3 separate regions of the Mus musculus genome follow, and all the other regions are linked to region 1. The links are chromatin contacts, called in public Hi-C maps. All regions are on one chromosome and are shown on one strand. The core of a region is the stretch at or near the end of the contact, and the rest is flanking DNA. Distances in the headings are between cores, read along the strand shown.

Region 1 (3,447 bases), core at 59-2,558:
TCTTTCTTAGTTTAGGTCATTGTTTACTTGTTTAGTATTATTCAAGCAAAAATTTCTTGTTTATATTTTTCTTGAACTTGCTTTTTAAACATGTTTTTAAATTATGTGTACATGTGTATCTGCATTTGTACATGTTATACACATGCTCAACATATGTGTAGGTGTCTAGAGTCCAGAAGACAGTGTTAGATTGCTGTTAAGCTGGAGTTACAGGCAATTGCACTGCCAAACATGGGTACTGGGACCCAAAACAGGGCCTCCAGAAAAGCAGTGAGTGGTATCAATCCCTGTACTATCTCTGCAGTCCCATGAAACTTTCTGTTTAATCTAATCTTTTGTTTTCAGCGTCATGCATGCTTGGCCTATGTCGCTGCATTTAAGTCGTTTTTGCTACAGTAGTATATTCCATTATATGAATCAAATACCACACAATAGTCATTTGGAGTTTCTGTTTGAGCATTTTGCTATTAGAAATTACATTAACGAAAAGATTCTTGTCTCAATTCTAGTATACCTATACAATAATGCCCTAATATACCTAGCTAAGAGGGGGAAATGCCCAGCTGTATTCATGAGTTCCACTTTATAAGATGAAATTGTCTTTACAAACTTTCTGAACCAAATCACATCATCACCAGCTGATAGGAAACTTCTCTTTGTAGCACATTTTCACTAATACTTGATGCTCTTGGAATTTATACTCTGGAGCCTGGTGGTATAAAATGGGATTGCAGCATGTTTTCAATTTGTATTTCCTTTAGGGCATACTTTAATCATGTATGAACTTAAGAAACCAATCTTCGAAAACATAACAATTCATCATGGCTCCTCCTTAAGAACCAGGCAAGCTTCTCTTCTTAGAGAACGTGTGTGTGTGTGTGTGTGTGTGTGTGTGTGTGTGTGTGTGTGTGTGTCAGAGCCCTAATTATTCATTAGACGTTAGCCGTTAGAAGATAGCAGAGGCCTTAGGCTACTGTTTGTAAGATAAACAGCAGTTCTTAAGCGGCTCCTTTTAGTTGATCGTATTATTAGCCAAAGCCATGGGAAGGCAAATACATTTCAGAGGAATCGTAAATATTTCTTTTATCTTTCCAGATAAAGACATTTAGCATGAGTCCTAATGCACAGGCTGAGCCATACACAATTTATAGCAGAAGAGGGCTTGAAACACTTTTGTGTAAACAAGCGTAGATCGTTTTTTAAAGGTTGCTAAAAGGCGGTGTGGCAAGGGAGCTGCTCCCTCTGAGACCAGCTCTGGTCAGTGTCAGAGCCCTTCCCACTAGCAAAGCTGCTCCATTAAGCACTGTTCTCATCTCTGCAACCCTTACTTTCATGTAATGTTTACATCATTGACACCTCCTCTTAGTGAGTCCCTAATATAAACAGAGGCTGTAACAAGCTGTAATGTATTTAACAAGATTTTAAAAGACCCGACTCTGGAACAAGGACAGCCAAACGGGGAAGAGATTAAAGCCAAAGTTTTACAACATCTCTGTCTCCGGTGACAAAAACAACTTCACGATTTATGTCCAGGAGAGAGACAGTCTCCTTGTGTTTATTCATAAATTAAAATTTGATGGACTCCAAATGTGCTCTGATCAGCCAAAGTCGGCAACCTAACCTTTTAGCAGAAAATTATAAACCCAGATTATAAACTCGGGAGATGTGGGAACAAACTTGCTTTAAATCCATAATACCAACACAGTAGCGGGAAACTAGGCCGGGATATGTGATAAGTAAGTCGATGGAATTCACTATCTTGATAGAAAAAAAAAAGTGCACTTTACAGATTAACACCTTGCTTGATGCAGTTCAGCTGAAGGGGGCAGTGTAATATGTGTGCAGTAACTTTCTGACCAACCTGGATGCATATGTGACTTCTGGTTGTGTCTCGTTCCCTTGAGTGAGGCTGCCTCAAGGGCCATTGTGGGTCAGGAGTCCAGGGCACTAGAGAGGTACCATCCAGGTTAGGGCTTCTCAAAGGAGGTCTGTGGGCTGCGTGTGGTGGCCACACTTATCAGCCTCTGATAAGAAAGGTTGCTGAGTTCAGAAGACATGTTTCCGACTTACAGAAATTGGACTCAGCTACGACAGGCTGGCAAGCAAGCAAATCACTGGCTTTGCCTTGTGGAATCAGAAGCTTTGATAAAGGCTCTACCAGAGGAAAAAATTATAAAAGTGAGAGGGGAAAACCCAGAAAGTGTATCTCAATCTCTGTCTCTACAGTCTAGAAAGCAGAAGGCCTGTGTTCCTGTTAAAAGGCAGGCGTTTTTGTTTTTAATTGACAAAACGGTATATATTTATGGGGCACAGCGTTTTGTTCAGATGTACTGTGGAACGATTAAACCAAAGGAACTAACAGGCCCACTTACTGATTTACTGTTGACAACATTTAAAATCTCCTATTAGCAGTTTGGGAATAGTCACACTACTCTAAACTCTGGTGAGCTGGCTCTAAGGTAGGGCTCTACCTAAGACACATCTGCCTAACTGCATGAACTCAGCCCTTGTGCCTCCCTGACCTCCGCTGACTGCACGCTGCTCTCTCGAACGCCTAATCAGCATGCTTAGATTCCACAAAGATGTGAACTCACCGGATACCCATCTGACTGTGCTTGGCTTGTTTTACTTAACAGAACACCATCTAGCTTCATCCAAGTTGTCCCAAAACATGAAAAAGCTTCTCTTGTTTTTATGGCAGAACACTATTGTGTTGTATGTATGGTCCCTGTTTTCTTTATCAGTTTTTCAATTGATAGGCGCCAGGCTGATTATCTAGTTTGGCTGTTGTGCATGGGGCAGTGGATGTGAGACTGGATGAGAATTTGCCTCTCAAAGATTTAGACGCTGCTGCCGGTGGCCCTGACTGTACTGTGAGGAGCACAAGTCTATACATACCCCACAACGCTCAAGCCACTCCCTACCATCTGGCACTGATAATTAACTAACCTGGGCATTTCCCTTTTGTGATCCTAGGACGTAACGCCTATAGCTATTTATAATTGATAGCCCTGGCTTTCAGGAAAGTGCTGAAGTAACGTTTGTTGTCCTTGACCGGCTGGCTGTACCGGCTTTCCGACCTTTTCACCTTCTACTCTTATAATTAAGCCTGGCTTTATAGAATTGCCTGTTCACCGAAGGATCTGTTGGTGCGGGGAGACTTACGACGCGTGCAGGCAGCACTTTCCGGACCAGGTGTGGATTTTGACTACCAAGATCGAGTACTGACCTCAGCTTCTCAAATGTTCTCATAAAAGGAGAAAGCTTTGGTCGCTGGTGCAGTAGTCAGTACTGCCTTGCCATCCAAGAGGTTCAGGTAACGTTTGAGGGCTAACTTGTGTTTCTCTGTTAACAGTTTCTGAATACAAGCCAATTTGTGTTTTCTTCGAAACAAAGCTTTCACACAGGATATTTGCAGCCTCTGACTGTGCACTGGTCACCTTCCTT
Region 2 (3,313 bases), core at 218-2,717, 300 kb before region 1:
CACTGGTCATCTGATTTTAGATTTTTTTATTCAAATTTTTAACTTCTCTACTTCTAAGAAGGCTCTTTTAATAGAACAGCAAATAAACTGAGAAGCTGGACAGAGAATGGTATGGTCTTAGCATAAGGTCAGTAACTTCATTACTAAGGGCTCCATCCCACTTCCTGAAGGTTCCTTTGCCTTACACCATCAGACTAGAAGTTAGAATATATATATATATATATATATATATATATATATATATATATATATATATATATATATTCAAACCATTACATTGGAAACTGTGATCAAATGAACAGTACATGTATCTGCTTAATCGTGAAGCGGCACAGCAGTTGTTTCCATCACAGTTGTGGACCAGCCACTAAGAGTATTTTCAGAGTAAACTACACAAACTCATCTAACTAACATAGTCAAGTGTTTACCATATAGTCACAATCTCTGTGCTATAAGAAAGAGGGGACAAGGAAGCTCTGAAGAAGCCTCTTCGAGGCATCTCACCAACGACCAGGCTGAATTTATCAAGAGACTGAAACAATAAAATATGAAAACAGCATCTTAGCAGTTACCACCTTGTGTAATAATTTTTATTACTGTTTCTTCTTTGTTCTCTGGTTCCCAACAGCATCAGGATAGCTACTCTAGACTTCTATGAGGGCAGGGAATATATTTGCTATTGCAATCCCAGCAACTAGCACATTGTGGTTGCCATATTGAAATGTATTATCAATGAAGAAATATTCTGACATCCTTTGCAGAAAAAAAAAATCTCCATATGAAATGGAGGCACCTCCTTACACATGGTCTTCTGTGATCTAGCATACACAGCTATAAACTCTGTCACTTTTGTACAGACCTCTTACACAATACCCAGACCCACATATTCTCTTACACTCAATTCTCCATGACCAAGTTCAACTGTATCTTTAAAAGGCTCCCATGCTAGCAGACAGTGGCAATTTTCCTCTTTACTCAGACATGCTTCCATTCATGCCTAGGACCCAGAGTTTAGAGTCTCCAGGGGCCATTAATGGAAGGGACAATAAACTTGGGATGCGTCATGTCATCTTTACAACCCACAGAAGCACAAAGCACAGGATTGGTTTCACTTTCTGACGTCAAGGAATTAAAATGATAGAAGACTTGACAAGTATACTGAATGATTTAACCCCCTTTCCACTCTTCCTGTCTTGACAGTACTCACAGCATCACATAAGGAAGAATGGAGGGAAAGAGAGCACAAAAAGGAAAGAAGTGGAAAAGAGAGGAGAGAGAGAGAGAGAGAGAGAGAGAGAGAGAGAGAGAGAGAGAGCCGGGAGAGAGAAAGAGAGAGAGAGAGAACCCTGCTATCCAATACCCATAAAAATTTGTTTTTAATTCCCTGGCTCTCACAGATAGAGGATTCTGCTAGCATTTAAGATAAGATTAGCTGGTGGTGTGCTATCAGCACCTCCACATTTCCCTGCAGGGATTCCTCCTGACAGGCAGAGGCTGGAGGCATGTCTCAGGATTAACACGAGCTAATGATTATACACTAAAGCTTTGGAAATGTCCGACTAATAGGATTAAGCAATAGCAGATGCAGGTCCCCGTTCAGGTTAAAAATGCACTTTTTACATTACAAAGTCAGACAGATCCCTTTGAACATGCAATGAATATGGATGTTTTCAATTATCACAGTCTTCCAGGGCTATACGATATGGTAAATTAATCCCTTTAGAACATCGGAAACAGGACAAAATAGCCTTCTTGAGGCTGAAATCCCTCGTTTTAGATTTTCCTTCATGGGGATAAGCAGCGGTGCACCTCACATAATTAATCTTATTACAAACAGAGAGAAAGGGGAAGTGGGGAAAAAAGTGTATAAAATTTGTTTAAATATTTGAGAAACTTAGAAAAAAAGGCACTTTGAAATCAACATCTCTTAATTAATTTCCAAGCAGTCAAACATGCAAACAGAAGGCACAGCAAGCTGTTGGGTGTGTTGGGAGGGATTTTATTTCTGTGTGCCTCAGGTGTTAGTGTGACAGGGAAAAGGGGAAAAATTAAGGTCAGTTAGAAAAAAAAATGAACATGATAATAACTGCCAGTACAAAGCGCAACTCCCAAGACACGGGAGTGAATATGAAACCTGAGTGGAGAGGAGAAGCAGAGGGCAAACGGGGAAATGAATCCTTTGCAGCAGGACACTGGATAAAGCTATCACCTTCTGGAACAGCTCCTCACTAAACTGCCATTGATGTAATTAGAGGGACTTGGATGTGCCAAAATTTCACTCACTTTGACTCACTTAGGAGTGACTAGGGGGAGAAAGCCTCAGAACCATGCAGCCAGCCCGGCAATGGTAAGAGACCCAAACTACAGCAAAGCAGGCCAAGTAGCGTTGGTTTGAACCTTTGTAGAGTTTAAAGTCAAAGATCTTTCTTACTGGTCTGAGCAATGGTGTTGTGCCTCAGGAACAAGAATTTGAATCACTCCGCACAACCCAAGATAGCTCTTCGTGTCACAAGTCCGACCAGGTGGGAAATTTCATCAGCAAAAAGGAATCACAGTTGATTTTTTGTTTGTTTGGTTTTTATTTTGTTTTGTTTTGTTTTTCTTTGCTTTAAAGAAAGATGAAAAGGTAAAAGAAAAGAGCAGTTCATGCTGGCTTTCGTCCTGGATACAACTCTTTGAGGCTTTGTTTTCTTTCTATTCCTCGTATGCTTCCTCCCCACGCTAATGAACGGCATAAACAGAACTAGAGTGAAACACTGAAGATGAAACAAGCATATGGTGACCTAAGTATAAGAACAGTGTGATGGAACTGTGGGTTTGCATGGCTATGGGTTTCAACATGACTCATCAATCAAAACCCAGATCTGAAAAGACAGTTTAGCTTTCCCCAAGTTCATAATGATCAGGTTCACTGACACATCTTGACCTGTTTCCGTCTGGCAGCTGTCTAGTGTGCTGGCCTAAGAATACAAACTGGACAGATGGAAACACCTCAGCAGAAGTTGCCAAGCAATCTCCAAAGTCGTTTCTAGTTTAATTTTTTTTCATAGAAAAGTCACTTGTATATAGAATGAAAAGAAAGAAGAATTTATGTTAACCTGGCATTCTATTTTCTTTTTCATTTGCTTTTGTCAGTTGCACAATAAATTTCAGAAGATATAAACTAATTTCCAAAGACAGACTGTGCTTCAGTGAAAGACATTCAGAAAGGTGTTTTGTTAAATATGTATGTCCTTCTTTCTTAGAGAAAAGAAAAGAACATGATAATTGTTTGTCAAGTAGTATTAGTGATATATTATCAGAATCCATGTAA
Region 3 (3,601 bases), core at 798-3,297, 450 kb after region 1:
GTTGGTGCTTCTTTCTCTGGGGCTAAATCAACAAGAAGCAATAGGGGGCAGACCTCAGTGGCATTTGGCAGGGTGCTGGTTTATGCTTCTTAGCAATTGAATACCACTTAAGGCACATGTCCAAATTCCATGTGAAAGGGTTTAAAGTGTTCTTCATGTCTTTGTCCCTGACACTACTTCACCTCTGACTTTGATTCTCCTATCTCTCTGCCAAATCTCCCCTTATATTTCTGTTCCAAATTCTAACTCTGTGTGTGTGTGTGTGTGTGTCTGTCTGTCTGTCTGTCTGTCTTTCTCTCTGTCTCTCTGTGTCTTTTCCTCTCTCTCTGTCTCTTTCACATTTGTGGGACCCTAGGCAGAAGTATAAACAAAACTCCAAACTGCATAGTCAGCCCGTTTGACCATCCAAGTCAAGTTAAAAATGGTTTGATAAAACATGTTGTGTTCGCCATCCTTAAAACTAATGCCTTCATAAGAGCAGAGGATTTGAGAGTCTAAGGTCTAAGGCAGGAATCCTTCATGCCTTGGTCTAAGGAGCTCTACTGTCCTTGAGCATGGTCAACTCATACCCACATGCCTTTTCAGCCTTCAGTTTGCTCAGAGAGAAACTCACACTATTTCATACTCAAGCCTGGAAGGGTTGGCTGCTCCTAAGTGTCTGGTAGCTGTGTGGCTGGGGTTGTCGATAAGAAACCTGCCTCCCTTCAATCTGGTAGCTTACTTGCACCTTCAAGGAGAGCCTTTGCTACTCATGAAAATAGCTTGTCTTCACTACTGTGTCTGCAGTACTTTGAATATGCTTGGGACATGATAGGGACAGTCTAAATTTGTTGAATAACTGGAGCAGTAGAAAACATCCTGTTCTTCCCCTCCTGAGGAATTTCCTTAGACAACAGTATTCTGATGCCCATGCCTGCCCACCACACTGATTATTCTCCTCAATTCGTCCCTAGGCTCTCATTTGTGGTGATGAGCTATGAGTCATCAAGTCATTTAAAGCCACCTCTTAGCTCTGCATGGATGAGCAGTGGGAGGTACCAACTGCTTTCTTGGGCTTTAACTGGAATCTTAAGGCAACAGGAAATGCTTCATTTAACAAGTTCTGTGTGATTTGCCTGGTTCATGTCACTTTAGCTGCAGAGGGTAGATTTGAACCCAGCATTAACTGCTTTCAACGAGACAAACGTTCTCACTAGACCAGGCTGCACTGGAAACCATGGTAACAAGTCAGGCAGGGAGCCTGCCTATGGGAGCCTGCATCAGTGCAGTGCAAGTCTCTCTGCAGCCCAGGGCAGCGTGATTGCTGACTGCTCAGATCAAATCACTGGCTTAGTGACACACAACTGTTTCAGTATCTCATTTGGCGGCTGCTTTATGTTCACTGTCAGATGCTGGACTCAGGGGATTGGGGGAAGCGCCCCCAGCTTGTTTGAAAGTTCAGTCAGTGGTTGCACAGATGACTTGAGACCGTTTCTGTGATCAGCTGTTCTGTGATTTGCACAATTAGAACAGCTTTCTTGCCGGAAGCCTTTGAAGAACAATTACAAAAACAAATAGCAGTCACAGTAGCAGAAGTCATAGCAGCAGAAAGAAAAGAAAAAAAAAAGGAAAGAAGACAGACAGAAGTACCAAACAAGACAGATGCCCCTCCTCCACCCTGCCAGGACCATGCACATCCTTTTGTGGAAATGTTTTCATGCCAGGCCTCAAAGGGTCAACCTTATTAAGAAAAATAGCAGTTAGCTTCCTATGCAATTACCACAATACATTGTAAACCATTATTCTGTAATTTTTCAGAAATGAATAACTAGAAGAATTCTCTCTCTGGAAATCTATTAACATTTGGACAACAAAGCCAGCAGTGATGTGAAAGGCATGGCTGATTGGAATGGCATGGGGGCAGTCCCTTGCTCATCTGCCTTGCCTGGATGCTGGTCCCACAAACAGCAGCCTTTTCCCTGTCCTCTGATCCTGATGGTATCTTCTTTTCCTTTTTTTCTCCATGTTTTATTATCTAACTGTGCTTGAATGAGAACATTCTAGATCCTGGTAATCAACTCCCTAACACTACCGGGGTACATTATAATTTACCACATTAGAAAACAGCCTACCTCACTTTGTAGACAGGAGACTACAAGGGATTAAGAGGTCAAGACACAAAACAAACTGGAAAGCCATGTCAGAACGCTCTTCAGACCATCTTCTTTCATATAATTCCAACATGCGTCCTCTAGCTTCTCAGGTTACAGTGTGTCTCACCCAGAGTTTATTTGTAGTAAATAAACACAGAGAGCACATGTAGACGATAGAAAAATCAAAACATGGAAAGAAACGAGCAGAGTGGTGTCACCTAAAATCTCAGGGAGTACAAACATCTATTAGCATTTTCATGTCTGTTCCTAACTCTCCCTTTAAATAATTTTAAAGATGGCAACATATTAGAAAGACTGTTCAGAATTTTTTTTTTACAGTTTCTTATAATTTATATAAAGTATTCTAATGATTTTTATTCTTATTCCTCTCTCATTCTTCTGCCTCCTACTCTGAATAGAGCTACTATCATCAAGCCCCACTCCCACCCAAACTCTTTGTATCTCTCTCTTTCTCTGTCTGTCTGTCTTTCTCTCTGTGTGTGTGTTTGTGTTCCTCAAACAACAAGAAATACAAGTTAAACCTTGAAGAAAGACTGCTTTTAATTAATTAATTAATTTTTACATTTTCTTATTTACTTGTGGGGATGGGCTTGTGCGAAGGTCAGGACAGCTTGCAGGAGCTGTTTTTTTTTTTTTTTTTTTTTCCCCACCAAGTGAGTTCTGGGCATTGAACACAGGCTGTGAGGATTTGACAACAGCTACTTTCACTCACTGGGCCATTTGCAGGCCCGAATGATTGTTTTTAACTTGATTTTTACATTTTCTTTGTGTTCATACATATAGAAACTTCTCTGAGACACACTTGATTTATGAAGTTTAAAGAATGAATAAAGTTAAGTGTCGGAGAGCATAGTCGTGTTGTGGCTAATTGCAACAGGAAACATTGGGAGAATCCTTAAGGTGCTCCTCTTGGTTTCTTCGGTTCAAAACAGATGCATTTTTTAAGAGGTGTCCCCAGAGGGCTCCTGTCCCTGTGGGCTCTGCCATCAGATTGGATCTTTTTGTAGTCATTGACATCCCCCTGCTAATCTGCTCATGACACTCCTAGGCATGGCATTTTCCACCCACCATCTCCCTTCATCTCTTCCTTCCTAGTGGGAAAACCGGTGAAACCCCTCCTGTAGTAAGACTAAGCAAAGGCAGAAATTGCAGTTCTATGTCTATGCCACAGTCCAAGGAAATCAACAACAACAACACCAATATCCATCCTCTTCTTACCAGTCAGAACTTGTTTAATGGTGTTCTCCTTGCTTATGGAATCATGTTTACTAACAAGCACCCGAAAACCTTGATGCTCAGTTCCCTTGGTAATCATTCCTCGCCCTTTGCCTATAGGATGGCTCTCCAGGAAAGGATTCTAAGTCAGTCAGGAACTGCATTGTCGCTGTCCTGGGAGAACAGACAGCCAAAGGATTGCAGCAGCCAAGTTTGAGATCTTCCTCTTGTGT

What was found. Hi-C and Micro-C count contacts between places; a contact is called where the count stands out from the background.
Region 2: a contact with region 1 is called in a Hi-C map of the N1E-115 cell line, with 4 times the contacts expected there. A contact is called at or near these places in 2 of 484 Hi-C or Micro-C datasets (the N1E-115 cell line and myocytes).
Region 3: a Hi-C map of the N1E-115 cell line shows a contact between it and region 1, with 3 times the contacts expected there. A contact is called at or near these places in 2 of 484 Hi-C or Micro-C datasets (the N1E-115 cell line and nephron progenitors), 2 of 130 datasets of targeted methods (astrocytes and embryonic stem cells) and 1 of 9 other capture datasets (embryonic stem cells).

What each region holds. Positions count from the first base shown.
Region 1 is chr19:14,423,498-14,426,944 of GRCm38.p6, forward strand. All of the region lies in intron 2 of Gm8630 (predicted gene 8630), which reads right to left. Among named protein-coding and RNA genes, the nearest start is that of Gm8630, 11 kb to the right of the region's middle.
Region 2 is chr19:14,122,369-14,125,681 of GRCm38.p6, forward strand. No RefSeq gene overlaps it. Among named protein-coding and RNA genes, the nearest start is that of Gm31331, 27 kb to the left of the region's middle.
Region 3 is chr19:14,870,359-14,873,959 of GRCm38.p6, forward strand. No RefSeq gene overlaps it. Among named protein-coding and RNA genes, the nearest start is that of Tle4, 270 kb to the left of the region's middle.